2 separate regions of the Capra hircus genome follow, and region 1 is linked to region 2. The links are chromatin contacts, called in public Hi-C maps. All regions are on one chromosome and are shown on one strand. The core of a region is the stretch at or near the end of the contact, and the rest is flanking DNA. Distances in the headings are between cores, read along the strand shown.

What was found. A called contact is a pair of places that touch in the nucleus more often than the background predicts.
Region 1: a contact with region 2 is called in a Hi-C map of blood, with 3 times the contacts expected there. The contact joins the enhancer-like site here to the promoter of SUB1 in region 2. A contact is called at or near these places in 3 of 5 Hi-C or Micro-C datasets (all in blood).

Annotation. Positions count from the first base shown.
Region 1 is chr20:41,092,832-41,099,413 of ARS1.2, forward strand. No RefSeq gene overlaps it. Among named protein-coding and RNA genes, the nearest start is that of TRNAW-CCA, 28 kb to the left of the region's middle. Within about 2 kb of position 2,695, at least 3 of the 5 cell types and tissues checked have an H3K27ac peak or open chromatin away from gene starts, as enhancers often do.
Region 2 is chr20:41,031,737-41,037,896 of ARS1.2, forward strand. SUB1 (activated RNA polymerase II transcriptional coactivator p15) reads right to left here and starts at 2,093. Exons shown (of 5, transcript XM_005694825.3): 1 at 1,997-2,093.

The DNA of each region.
Region 1 (6,582 bases), core at 1,445-3,944, 62 kb after region 2:
TTGAAACTGCCCACCCTGGCCAGGCACCATAGTAACCATTCAGTTCAGTTCAGTTCAGTCGCTCAGTTGTGTCCAACTCTTTGCAACCCCATGAATCGTAGCACGCCAGGCCTCCCCGTCTATCACCAACTCCCGGAGTTCACTCAGACTCACATCCATCGAGTCCGTGATGCCATCCAGCCATCTTATTCTGGGTCATCCCCTTCTCCTCCTGCCCCCAATCCCTCCGAGCATCAGAGTCTTTTCCAATGAGTCAGCTCTTCGCATGAGGTGGCCAAAGTACTGGAGCTTCTGCTTTAGCATCATTCCTTCCAAAGAAATCCCAGGGTTGATCTCCTTCAGAATGGACTGGTTGGATCTCCTTGCAGTCCAAGGGACTCTCAAGAGTCTTCTCCAACACCACACTTCAAACGCATCAATTCTTCGGCACTCAGCCTTCTTCACAGTCCAACTCTCACATCCATACATGACCAATGGAAAAACCATAGCCTTGACTAGATGGACCTTAGTTGACAAAGTAATGTCTCTGCTTTTGAATATACTATCTAGGTTGGTCATAACTTTTCCTCCAAGGAGTAAGCGTCTTTTAATTTCATGGCTGCAGTTACCATCTGCAGTGATTTTGGAGCCCTAAAAAATAAAGTCTGACACTGTTTCCACTGTTTCCTCATCTATTTCCCATGAAGTGATGGGACCAGATGCCATGATCTTCGTTTCCTGAATGTTGAGCTTTAAGCCAACTTTTTCACTCTCCTCTTTCACTTTCATCAAGAGGCTTTTTAGCTCCTCTTCACTTTCTGCCATAAGGGTGGTGTCATCTGCATATCTGAGGTTATTGATATTTCTCCTGGCAATCTTGATTCCAGCTTGTGTTTCTTCCAGTCCAGCGTTTCTCATGATGTACTCTGCATAGAAGTTGAATAAGCAGGGTGACAATATACAGCCTTGACATACTCCTTTTCCTATTTGGAACCAGTCTGTTGTTCTATGTCCAGTTCTAACTGTTGCTTCCTGACCTGCATACAGATTTCTCAAGAGGCAGGTTAGGTGGTCTGGTATTCCCATCTCTTTCAGAATTTTCCACAGTTTATTGTGATCCACACAGTCAAAGGCTTTGGCATAGTCAATAAAGCAGAAATAGATGTTTTTCTGGAACTCTCTTGCTTTTTCCATGATCCAGCGGATGTTGGCAATTTGACCTCTGATTCCTCTGCCTTTTCTAAAACCAGCTTTAACATCAGGGAGTTCATGGTTCACGTATTGCTGAAGTCTGGCTTGGAGAATTTTGAGCATTACTTTACTAGTATGTGAGATGAGTGCATGAGTTATTTTACAACAAAAGGTCCTGGTAAGGAATAAGGAACTAACAAGCCACTACCAACCAAAAGAATTCGGGAAAGGTCAAAAGGAGACATCATGTGTCCTTCCACCTTCCAGAATCCTTCTTGCTGGCATCCATCCTGGCTGAGCAATGCGTGCACCACCGGGAAGGACCCTGAGTCATAATGATCAGCCAAAGACAACCTGGAAACTAATCCTATCACCATAAAACCTGAGACTGCAAGCCACCTGGCAGAGTAGTTCTCCTGGGTCCCCTTACTTCACTGCTCCCACTGATGTGCCCCTTTCCAATAAAGTCTCTTGCTTTGTCAGCATGTATGTCTCCTTGGACTATTCATTTCTGGAGTGTTAGACAAGAGCCCACTCTCAGTACTCACTATTTCTCATTTCTTCTGGCTAAGATTATTCCAGGGCTTGAAGCAGCTCTTGGCATTTTCCCTGCTAAGAATGTCCCTGGAATCAATGTCCTATTCCCACTTTTCTACCCTAATTAAGCTTTCCTGGCTCTAAAAGTCCTCTTCCTCTCAATTCAATAAAAATGTTTCCTTTTCTTCTTAGTGTGAGAGATCACAATTTTGCAGTAAGAGGTAATAAGCAAATTCTCTCCAATGTGTGAATAGAAGCTTCATTTTCCCAGGGGGATTTGCATTTGAAAAGGAGATTTAAAAACAAAACAAAAATCCCACACAAATGAAGCTATACTTGGTGAAATTCCAGGAAGCATGATTAAGTGAGATTTCCCATAGTAAGGGAGACATTTGGGACTTTTCAAGAGGACTTTTTCACAGGTGCTCCGCAGAAGGTACCAATATTGTTGGATTTTATTTCCTGGAATTTCTGGGTGCTTCTGAGTACTGGAGAACAAAAATTCCTCAGGGATGCTTCACAGCAACTTCCTGTACTGTCCATTTCTCCTTCCAAATGCTTCCCAATGACCAGCCATGGCCAGACCTAACAGGCTCACAGCCTCTCCTGGCATCCTTAGGTCAAGCTGCCAGCCACTTTGTTTTCCACAGGGAGCAGCCTCCTGAGAGAGGTGCTCTTTACCCAAAGGTAAGGTCCCTGAAATCCAATACACAAATATCCCTAGGTGTCACATGTCCCCCTCTTATATCACCCCAGGAGGCCTACCTCTCATCTCAAAAGTAATGTACATTCACAGGAAATCAACTAGGCAACTTGTTTAAAAACATAGATTCAGAGATTTAACTTCTGATTCAATAGATTGGGATGCAGTCCAGAAAGCCACATTTTCGCAAGCCTCCTTCCCCCCATGTGGTTCAGATGAACGCGATAGGCTGACTACACTCCGTGAAATGGAGCCCCAGGGAGATGGGGTGAGCTGTGCGCACCGCCCGCTCTCCTGAATTCCCGGTGAACTCTTTTCTAGTCAGCTCCAAGTTTGTGTCTATTTGATGGAGCCAGGCCATCTGCTCACAGCCTTAAAACAAAACAAACAAAACAAAAAGATGGAGTGTTGCTTCCAGGAATTTCTGTGCCATTTTTCTTTTTTCTTTCCGTTTACAAAAGGATACGTCTTTTTATGTGTGATTTAATTTTTCACGACAAAAATGAGGACAAATGGTGGTCTCTTCCCTCACTCATTTTTTTGCCATATTTGCAGAGGACTTAAAAGTTAACTCGTGAGAAAGAAGCAACCAGCTCCAAGAGCTCTCAGATGAAAGTTGAGATTATTAAGAGTCAAATGGAAAAAAAAAAAAGTTAAATAACATTTGTTAACACACTGTTTTTAGAAACCTGTTTTAGAGCCAGTAGCCACAGGGCAGAAACCAATTTTCAAAAAGACAACCCAATTGGCCAACTGAAGAGTTAATTTCTTTGGCCTCGGGGAAGAGGCCGCTGAGTTCCCCGCACTTGGAAGTAATTAGTCCTCCCCATCCCCCAACACCACCCCAGCTCCCGCCCAGACCCAGGCCGGATCTCTGCCCTGAGTGCGTGTGCCCCCTGGTGGTTTGAAGGTAAACTACAACGTACCTCAAAGGGAAGGAGAAAATCCGGAGTTTGAATATCCTTGCATTTTCTCACTCCACACCCACACAGAGCTTTTTCAGGGACAGGTCCGCAGGTGCATCAGATGCTGTGATGGTTCTGGTGGCATCCTCACACTTCATTCTACACACCTCATTAACCCCTTAAAACCCCTTAAAACCCCTTAAAAGCACAGTTCCTGCCTGGCCCAACGCAGTACACTGAACCAGGCCAAGCCACCAGTGCCTGTCACAGAAAGCACTCCAGAAAAATCAAGCCCATTGACTTCCCCGGCAGTCCAGGGGTTAAGACTCCACACTTTCACTGCAGAGTGCCAGGGTTCAACTCCTAAGCAAGAAATAATAAAAATAGGCCTCTGGACCTTCAAAAAGGGCTTCGGGCTATCAGCCAGACACTCGATTCGCCTGCAAGACTCATTTTTAAATTATATGGATTTATTGTATTTTTTTGAAAAATCCAGTACAACATACAGAAGTCACTGTTGTTAATTTGGAGCATGTCCTTCCAAAACTTTCTACAATGTACTTACGTATATAACTGTACATGGACAAATATAGAGAATTATAAGCTTATGGAGCTTTTCTTAAAAAACAGGATCATATAATACCTGATTTCTTTCACAGCATGATTTTTTAAATTAATAATAGGATTTCTTCAATCAAATCTTTCTACATGGAGCCATTTAGTTCTTTTTAACTCTGTATACTATTCTAAACAGAGGCTCCCCCAGAGCTTCCCCAGTGACTCAGTGGTAAAGAATCAGCCTGCAATTCAGGAGACACAAAGTCTCCTGGGTTAGGAAGATCCCCTGGAGAAGGAAATGGCAACCCACTCTATTATTCTTGCCTAGGAAAGGCCATGGACAGAGGAACCTGGCGGGATACAGTCCACGAGGTTGCAAAAGAGTCAGACTCGACTGAGAGACTAAACAAGAACAACAAACTACTATTCTATAGTATTGGGAGTTCAGAAAGCCAAAATAATATTCCTTTCTTTTTTTCCTTAGTCTGGGCTCAATGGAGAAAGAAGGCAATGGAGGCCGCAGACATAAAATTTTTAAAATTGACAAAAATCAAACTGTTCTTGTTGTTAGCAAGGGGATTGGAAAATATGGTTTAAGGGTATATCTAGAGTAACTTACTAATATTTCATCCTGAATGAGTATAGGCTGACTTGCTGGGTCACAGTAACAAAGGACACACTGAGTGTGTCAGAGCTTGCTACCCAGCAGAGCACAGGTCGGCATGGCCTCAGGGCAAACACCCTAGAAGATGGCAGTGAAAAGGCTGAACGAACGTGCCCAGTCCCTTCTCGCTAGCTCATTAACTGTGCAGACCAGTCCTTTTCTCATAGGGATAAATGAGAGAACAAGGGGTGGGGGGGAGGACAGGAGTATAATCTAGACCCTAACTAAAACCAGAGAAATGGAGAGTCCCCGGAACATTTCCTAACTTTTTGTTATTGAAGCTTTCTGCTCTGAAATTCACAGGAGCATAACTGACCCCTCTTCTCCCCCTGGAGAAGAGAGGAGGCAATTATCAGAACATTCCTGGCTTCTACCTTCACGAATGCATTCTCTCAATACCAAGCACTGCTCTTTCGTAGATCTGTCTTGTTTATGGTTTGTCGTTTGGCCTCAGAAAGCTCTAACTGAAGGGGAGCCAGTCATGCTCTTATAAATTTCAGCCCAGAAAGGTTCAAGTTCAGAAAGTTAGGAAATGTTCAGGGAACTCTCCATTTCCCTGGTCTCAGCTAGCATCTAGATTACACTCCTATCCTCCCTCTCTTGTTTACAGTTTGTAGTTTGGCCTCAGAAAGCTCTGACATAACAAATGACAGTGTCCATTTGTTATTGACTCCTAGACCTTGATGTTGTCTAAACAAAAATGTGCTCCACATTCTGTTTCACACCAGACACTTTGTCCGATGAAACCCATCAAAGATTATACAGCAAAAAGATACTTCTTTCAAAAATGCAATATCTAACATATTAAAGGCCATATATTAAAACCCAGAGCTAACATCATGCTGAGCAATGAAAGACTGAAAGCTTTCCTCAAAGATCTTAGCTTTATAATGCTCCCTGATTTCAAACTATATTATAAAGCTATAATAATCAAAATAGTGTGGCATCAGCATAAAAACAGACACATGGATTAATGGAACATAGCAGAGACCCGAGAAATAAACCCACATATATATGGTCAAGTAATTTACAATAAAAGAGCCAAGAATATACAGTGAGGAAAGGATGGCCTTTTCAGTAAATGGTGTCACTCAGTCTTGTCCAACTCTTTGCAACCCCATGGACTGTATCATCAGGCTCTTCTGTCCATGGAGATTCTCCAGGCAAGAATACTAGAGTGGGTTGCCATGTTCTCCTTCAGGGGATCTTCCTAACCTGGAAATCGAACCCATGTCTCCCACATTGCAGGCAGATTCTTTACCATTTGAGTCACCAGGGAAGTCCTTTTTTTTTTTTTTTTTTTAAAGAAAACACATATAAGTGACATCATGCAACATTTGTCTCTCTCTGTTTGGCTTATTTTACCCAGCATAATGCCCTCAGGTCCCATCCATGCTGTCACAAATGGCAGGATTTCCTTCTGTCTCATGACTGAGTAATATTCATGTGTGTGTGTGTCTGTATATACATCTATTCATATAAATATATATCTCCATTCATCTATTGATGGATAGTTGTTTCCATATACAGGCTGGGGAGTCAAATTCATAGAAACAGAGGGCAGAAACATGGTTGCCCGGTAATAGAGAGAGGTTGGTAAAAGGGTAGAAACTTTCAGCTATAAGATGAATAAGGCTTGAGGACCTAATGTAAAACAGGTGACTGTAGTTGGTATACAGACTTCCCAGGTGGCATAGTGGTAAAGAATCTACCTGTTAGTGCAGGAGACACAGGAGACATGGGTTCAATCCCTGAGTCAGGAAGATCCCCTGAAGTAGGAAATGGCAACCAACTCCAGTATTCTTGCCTGGAAAATCCCATGGACAGAGGATCCTGGAAGGCTACAGTCCATGGGGTCGCAAAAAGTCAGACCCAACTGAGTGACTGAGCACAACACGTTATTGGTAATTTATATAACTGATATATATATAATTGGTATATATAATTATATAATTGGTATACTAACATAATTGGTATATAGTATTATATAATTGAAATTTGCCAAGAGAGTAAAACATAAATGCTCTCACCAATAAAAGGAAAAG
Region 2 (6,160 bases), core at 843-3,342:
TTTCGTTTTGACCATTCCAATCAAAACAGCAAGTTCTGATTCAAAGTTATACATAATTAACGTTCACTTACATTTCACACTGATTTTCTACTCTGAAATATAACTAAAATTTGAAGAACCTGCTTACGGGAGGGGTAAATCCTTTCCTCCACTTCCTATGACCCTAGTTCCCTAGATTTTGGAGATCCCCCCAGACAGAGGTACCTAGGCTAGTGCCTTCCCTGTGGAGTTTACAGAGTGCCTGAACCTAAAACAGAGTCTTGTGCCTCTATGTTTCCCACATTTCAAGGAATTTCATGCTCTACCTCTTTTCAAAGCACTTGTAATACCAAGTGGTAAAACTCCATGTATTTTCATAGCAAGTATCTTTCGCTCCCTGCATCTCCAATTCAGAAGAGACTGAGCCCTATTAATTTCTATATGCCCTCAAGGGCCCAATATACACAAGAGACACCGTAAATGTTTGCTGAATAAAAGAGAAAAAAAAGACTTCAACAACCATAAATAATTCAGCTGTGGACTAAACTTGCATAGCAATGGCATTCAATGTGTCTCACAAGAGGAGGTCAAGGTAAAAGAAATGGGCCATCCCTACTCTAGCCACTAAATTCAAAAAGCTCAAACCATGCTCCACCCAGCCATGTTGATTTTAACTGGCAATTTCTTGATAACAAGAAGAGTAAATTCAGAGGGGAGCCAGCAACGTTCACAACCACATTTTATACATTAATCCAGTTACTGCTCCACTTTACAGCCTAATCTCCAAAATCAATGTAGTTGTTTCTGTGTGCTAGCTGCTAATAATGCCAAGAAGCTTTTTTTTTTTTAAGGTAATTAAATTGAACATAACCTATTTTTCACTTTGAAACGGTCAAGCATAACTACACCATCTGCTCATTAAAGGTGCCCGGGGTGGCTAAGATCATTTCAAAGAACCACCTCGTGTTTAACCCAAATAAGTCCCTCCGTCATGAAAACCAGATAATGGTAACTAAACCACTCTTTGAACTACTAACAAAATATATTTTCACTTTTACTTAATGAGCCTTTACTGTTCGGGAGCGGGGAGTGGGGACGGCGTGGCTCGTAATTCAGGCAAAGTAATACTGAATTACGAGTAATAGTCGTGCGGAATATACAGAAAAGGCAAAAAACAGCTTAAAAAAAAAAGGAAATCTTCATTTTTAATAAAGGCCTGGGGGAAGAAGGATTAGAAAATAAGAGGTAAAGATAAACTAGAACTAAAGGGCACGAGAATTCGGTACCACACGAGGGTGGTAAGCACCCAAACGGGGGAAGCGGGTCCCGGGATGCCAGCAAGCCTCCCGAACCCCGGGACAGGCGATGGCTGGGGCGGTGGGAGACAGGTTGGTCGGAGGGGGCGTAGGAGGCGGCGAAATGCAGAGGAGACGGAGTGGGAAGAGGAGGGACTTGCACCAAGCGCCATTTTCTTCCCTCGAATAGCTCACTCCCCCTCAACACACCAGCCGTTCACTCCTCCACCCACGGACTCCCCCGCCGCACCCCCGGCCTCCTCAGACCCGGTCCGCTCCCTCCCGTCCCTAGAGCGTCCCAGCTCCGGGGAGCAAGGATGAGGACCCCAGAGACGCAGGCCCCGCACGCGCCCCCGCCCGGGACCGGGCCGCTGCTGCATTGTCCCGGGGGTGCCCCGGGCCCCTTCCCGAGGCTCCTCGGCCCCGCCCGGCCGCACCCGCCGCCCGAGATCGCCTCACCCGCTACCCCGGGGCCGTTCCCGGGAGCCAGCTTCAGGCGCCAAGGGGCCTGAAACGCGTGGGGCTCGTAGTCCGGGACGGAGGAGGGGGTCCGGAGAGGCCGAGGAAGGGAAGGGGGAGATCAGGCAGCGCCGCCATTTCCTGCGGCCGTGGCCGACAAGGAACCCGGGCGTCAGGCGGAGAGTGGCCGAGCTGGGAAGGTAGGGGTCGGCCGAGCGGTGCTTCGACGGGTAGGGGGTGGGGGCGGGGTCCCGTGCACTCACGCTCCGCTCCAGTAGCCGAAGTGCCTGCTGCTCTCTCACTAGCGACTGACAGAGAAACGGAAGTGACGGCAGCAGAGAGACGCCGGCCCCGCCCCGCTGAGACTACGCACACGCGACGGGGCGTGGCTTCCTCGCCAAAACCCGACACCGAAACCCTTTCCAGGGCCTTAAAGGGTCCGCCCCTCATCCTAAACTGAAACCGGGAAAGATGCAGCGAAGATTGGATTTGACTGTGAGTGAAAGAGGGAACGAACTAAACATGAATGGCTAGCAACGATGGTCTTTCCAGTGGTCATATATAGATGTGAGAGTTGGACTATAAAGAAAGCTGAGCACCGAAGAATCGATGCTTTTGAACTGTGGTGTTGGAGAAGACTCTTGAGAGTCCCTTGGACTGCAAGGAGATCGGACCAGTCTATCCTTAAGGAAATCAGTCCTGAATATTCACTGGAAGGACTGATGCTGAAGCTGAAACTCCAATACTTTGGCCGCCTGATGCGAAGAACTGACTCATTTGAAAAAACCCTGATGCTGGGAAAGATTGAAGGCTGGAGAAGAACGGGACGACAGAGTATGAAATGGTTGGATGGCATCGCCGACTCAATGGACGTGAGTTTGAGTAAACTCAGGAGTTGGTGATGGACAGGGAGGCCTGGCGTGCTGCAGTCCATGGGGTCGCAAGGAGTCTGACAAGACTGAGCGACTGAACTGATGAGCACCGTGCTTTGCACTTGTTCCATTAATGTTTCTTGTGTTAAAGTGAAATGTCTGAAGAAAGATCTGAAAAAGAACCCTTCTGGCCTATTTTCCAAGAAATGATCCTTGCCTGCTACCCCCTACTCTGGTATTTGATCCTGGCTGGTAGAATTCAAAGGAAGGAAGTCACAGTCATAACGTTTAATTCCAGAAAGTGCAAAAAAGTCTTCCCAGAAGTCCTTACCACACACCCACACACTTATTCCTAAACTGAAGTTCTGGGAACTCCCTGGGAGTCCAGTGGTTAGGACTTGGCACTTTCACTGCCAGATGCCTGAAGTTCAATCCCTGGTCAGGGAACTAAGATCCTGCAAGTCCTGGGGCCAAAAAAAAAAAAAAAAAGGTACCTAAAGTTCTGCAAATGTGAGCTCACAGAAGGCAAGAGATATCCATGCTATAAGCAGGAATATGACTCATAGAGTCTTTGAATCTATATTTAATGAATGCCTACTATAGCCAAGAGTACATATTCAACACATTTATCAAGCATCCACTATGTTCCAGGCACTGCAGTGAGGCACTTCACATATAACACTTGTCCTAATAAGCCCTTTCCAGTGTAGAAATGATTGTTCTCTCCATTTTATAAAGAAACCAAGGGTTTACAAGGTTAAATAAGTTCTGCTATAGGTGATACAGAGAATGAGTCATGATTCAAATCCTGGACGCTACAGACTGAGGGAGACCTCAAATGCTCTAGCCCACTTCTATGCATGCAACATCAGGCTACATGACTACTTCTTAAAAATGAAATACTTGCTGTCTAGTTCCTTTTATGCAAAGCACAAAAAAAGCAAAAATAATCCATAGCGATCTAGGTCAGGTTGGCCTCAGGGGACTATCACTTGGAGTGAGTATGAAGGAATCTGCTGGGATGCTGAATATATCTTGGTCTGGGTAATAGTTAGATAGGCATTGTTCAATTGCTAAGTCATGTCCGTCTCTGTGACCCCATGGGCTGCAGCACTCCAGGCTTCCTTGTCCTTCATTGTCTCCTGGAGTTTGTTCAAACTCATGTCCATTAAGTCGCTGATGCTATCCATTTCATCCTCTGCTGCCCTCTTCTCCTCTTGCCTTCAATCTTTCCCAGCATCAGGGTCTTTTCCAATGAGTCAGCTCTTCGCATCAGGTGGCCAAAGTATTGGAACTTCAACTTCAGCATCAGTGCTTCCAGTGAACTTTCAGGGTTGATTTCCTTTAGGATTGACTGTTTTGATCTACTTGCTGTCCAAAGGACTCTCAAGTCTTCTCCAGCACCACAGTTCAAAAGCATCAATTCTTCAGCTCTCAGCCTTCTTTATGGTCCAACTCTCACATGCGTACATGATCACTGGAAAAAGCATAGCTTTGATTATACAGACTTTTGTTGGCAAAGTGATGTATCTGCTGTTTAATATGCTGTCTAGGTTACCATAGCTTTTTTTCCTAGGAGCAAGCATCTTCTAATTTCATGGCTGCAGTCACCATCCACAGTGATTTGGGAGCCCAAAAAAATAAAGTCTGCCTCTGTTTCCACTTTTTTCCCATTTATTTGCCATGAAATGATGGGACTGGATGCCATGCTGTTCGTTTTTTTGAATGTTGATTTTTTTTTTAGAAACTCATTGAACACATTTTTATTGAGCACCTACTATGTACACCAGATACTGACCCAGATGCTGGTGGTACAAATACAGCAGAAGAGAAAACAGACAAAAACCTCACCCCTTACAGAGCTCCTGAAGCTTACATTCCTGTGAAATTAAGGCAAGAAAACTAATCCATGGAGAAAAGCACAAGTTATGAGCCAAAGAACAGTTCCTCTGAGGAGTTACAAAGTGGATCCCTATTCTTGAAGTCAGAAAGAAACAATGAAGTCCCTATGGGGTCACTCAAAAAGACAGGGCCCTGCTGAGCTCCCTGACCCAAGTCTGAGAAAGTAAGGGCTCACATTCTCCCCTTTACTACAATCTAAGGATGGAGGTCAATGCACCGTGCTCTCTAGGAGGTCCACAAGGCCGTGTAAGAGTCTTATCTCCAAACCAGAGGAAAGCAATGGTCATGCAAATTTGTTTCAATCAAGACAAGAGTCTCTCAAATATGAAATTCAATGAAGATGAACAAAACTGCAAGTAATAAAAAAAAAAGAACCATGAAACAAAAATTGTTTACAGCATAATAATTGAGAACATAGAAGAGATTTTTGCCTAAGAAAATATTTAATCCTTAGCCCAAAAGTAATAAAATAGAAAATTACTATGAACTAGGGTGGCAATTTTAAATACACTCAGATAATTTTGATTTTAAATGTTCTGCTTTTCTAAATAAGACAGACTTGAAAATATTTAGTCAAACTTGGTTTTTTGAAATGGTTTAATGTACAAGCCATTTCTTGATTGTCTCCTAATGATTTATTTAATACTGTCTGGGCTCCTGCATCTTCATTGTTTAATCAGGCCCCAGCCTCTTAATATTCCACCACGCCCGGACTGGTCTGGACCCAGACGTGGAACAGAGTGACTCTTTTCATGTTTACATGTGTCTGTGTGTCTCCATTCCAAAGTTAAGTGTACATGGTTTAGAATAACTTATTTTATAAGCACTCCACTTGGGAGACACATTGAGATTTAATGAAAGCCATATTCTCCTAGATAATGATGGTCTGTGTCAGTGTCTCACCTGAAAGGGAAATGTGGAAGCTCAGGGTTCATATGTTGGTTGTTCTGGTTTTTATTTGCTCGATTGTACCTGTAATCATATCATTCAGAAACCTAAAGTGCAGACGCATCTTGCTCCTAATGTGTCATGTTGAATCCTACCTAACCCCTTTCCGCAGCTCCCCACTATGACTGCGTTCAAAAATACTTCTCTGTCTCCCCGCTGAGATGCTTACAATTTAATGCCTCTTAATAAGCAGTGGTTCTACTGCTTGATTGTAAATTGCAGTTGTATTTCTAATGAGTAAAGGAACCAGTGGTATAACACTGTGAGGATTTCCTGCTCCTTACCTGGTTTTGCTTCCAGCTGTGTGAACATTTGGTTCTTGCTATATTGTATAGTAATAGCTTTCCAAACTAAAGATTCATGACTAATTTTTTTGGTATGGGTGATGCTGGATTCATCATTCGAAATGTTATTCTACTTTTACAGTAAAACCTTGTTGATTCCTCCTGGAATTGAAGATAATGACTTAAAGTTGAAGGGTTTGCTAAAGCAAATTAATTGTACGTAAGGAAGCCTGATGGGTCTGAACTACTTAAATGCTCTTTAAAAATCACCCTTTTCCCACTTGATATGCATAGTTTCTAATCACTCTCGTCAATTATATTAAAATACCTTCCATAAGGATCTTTATGTGGCCACACCTTTATTTAGATACACTAAATTTACTCTTTATACCTGATAGATATACACACATATTTAATGGAG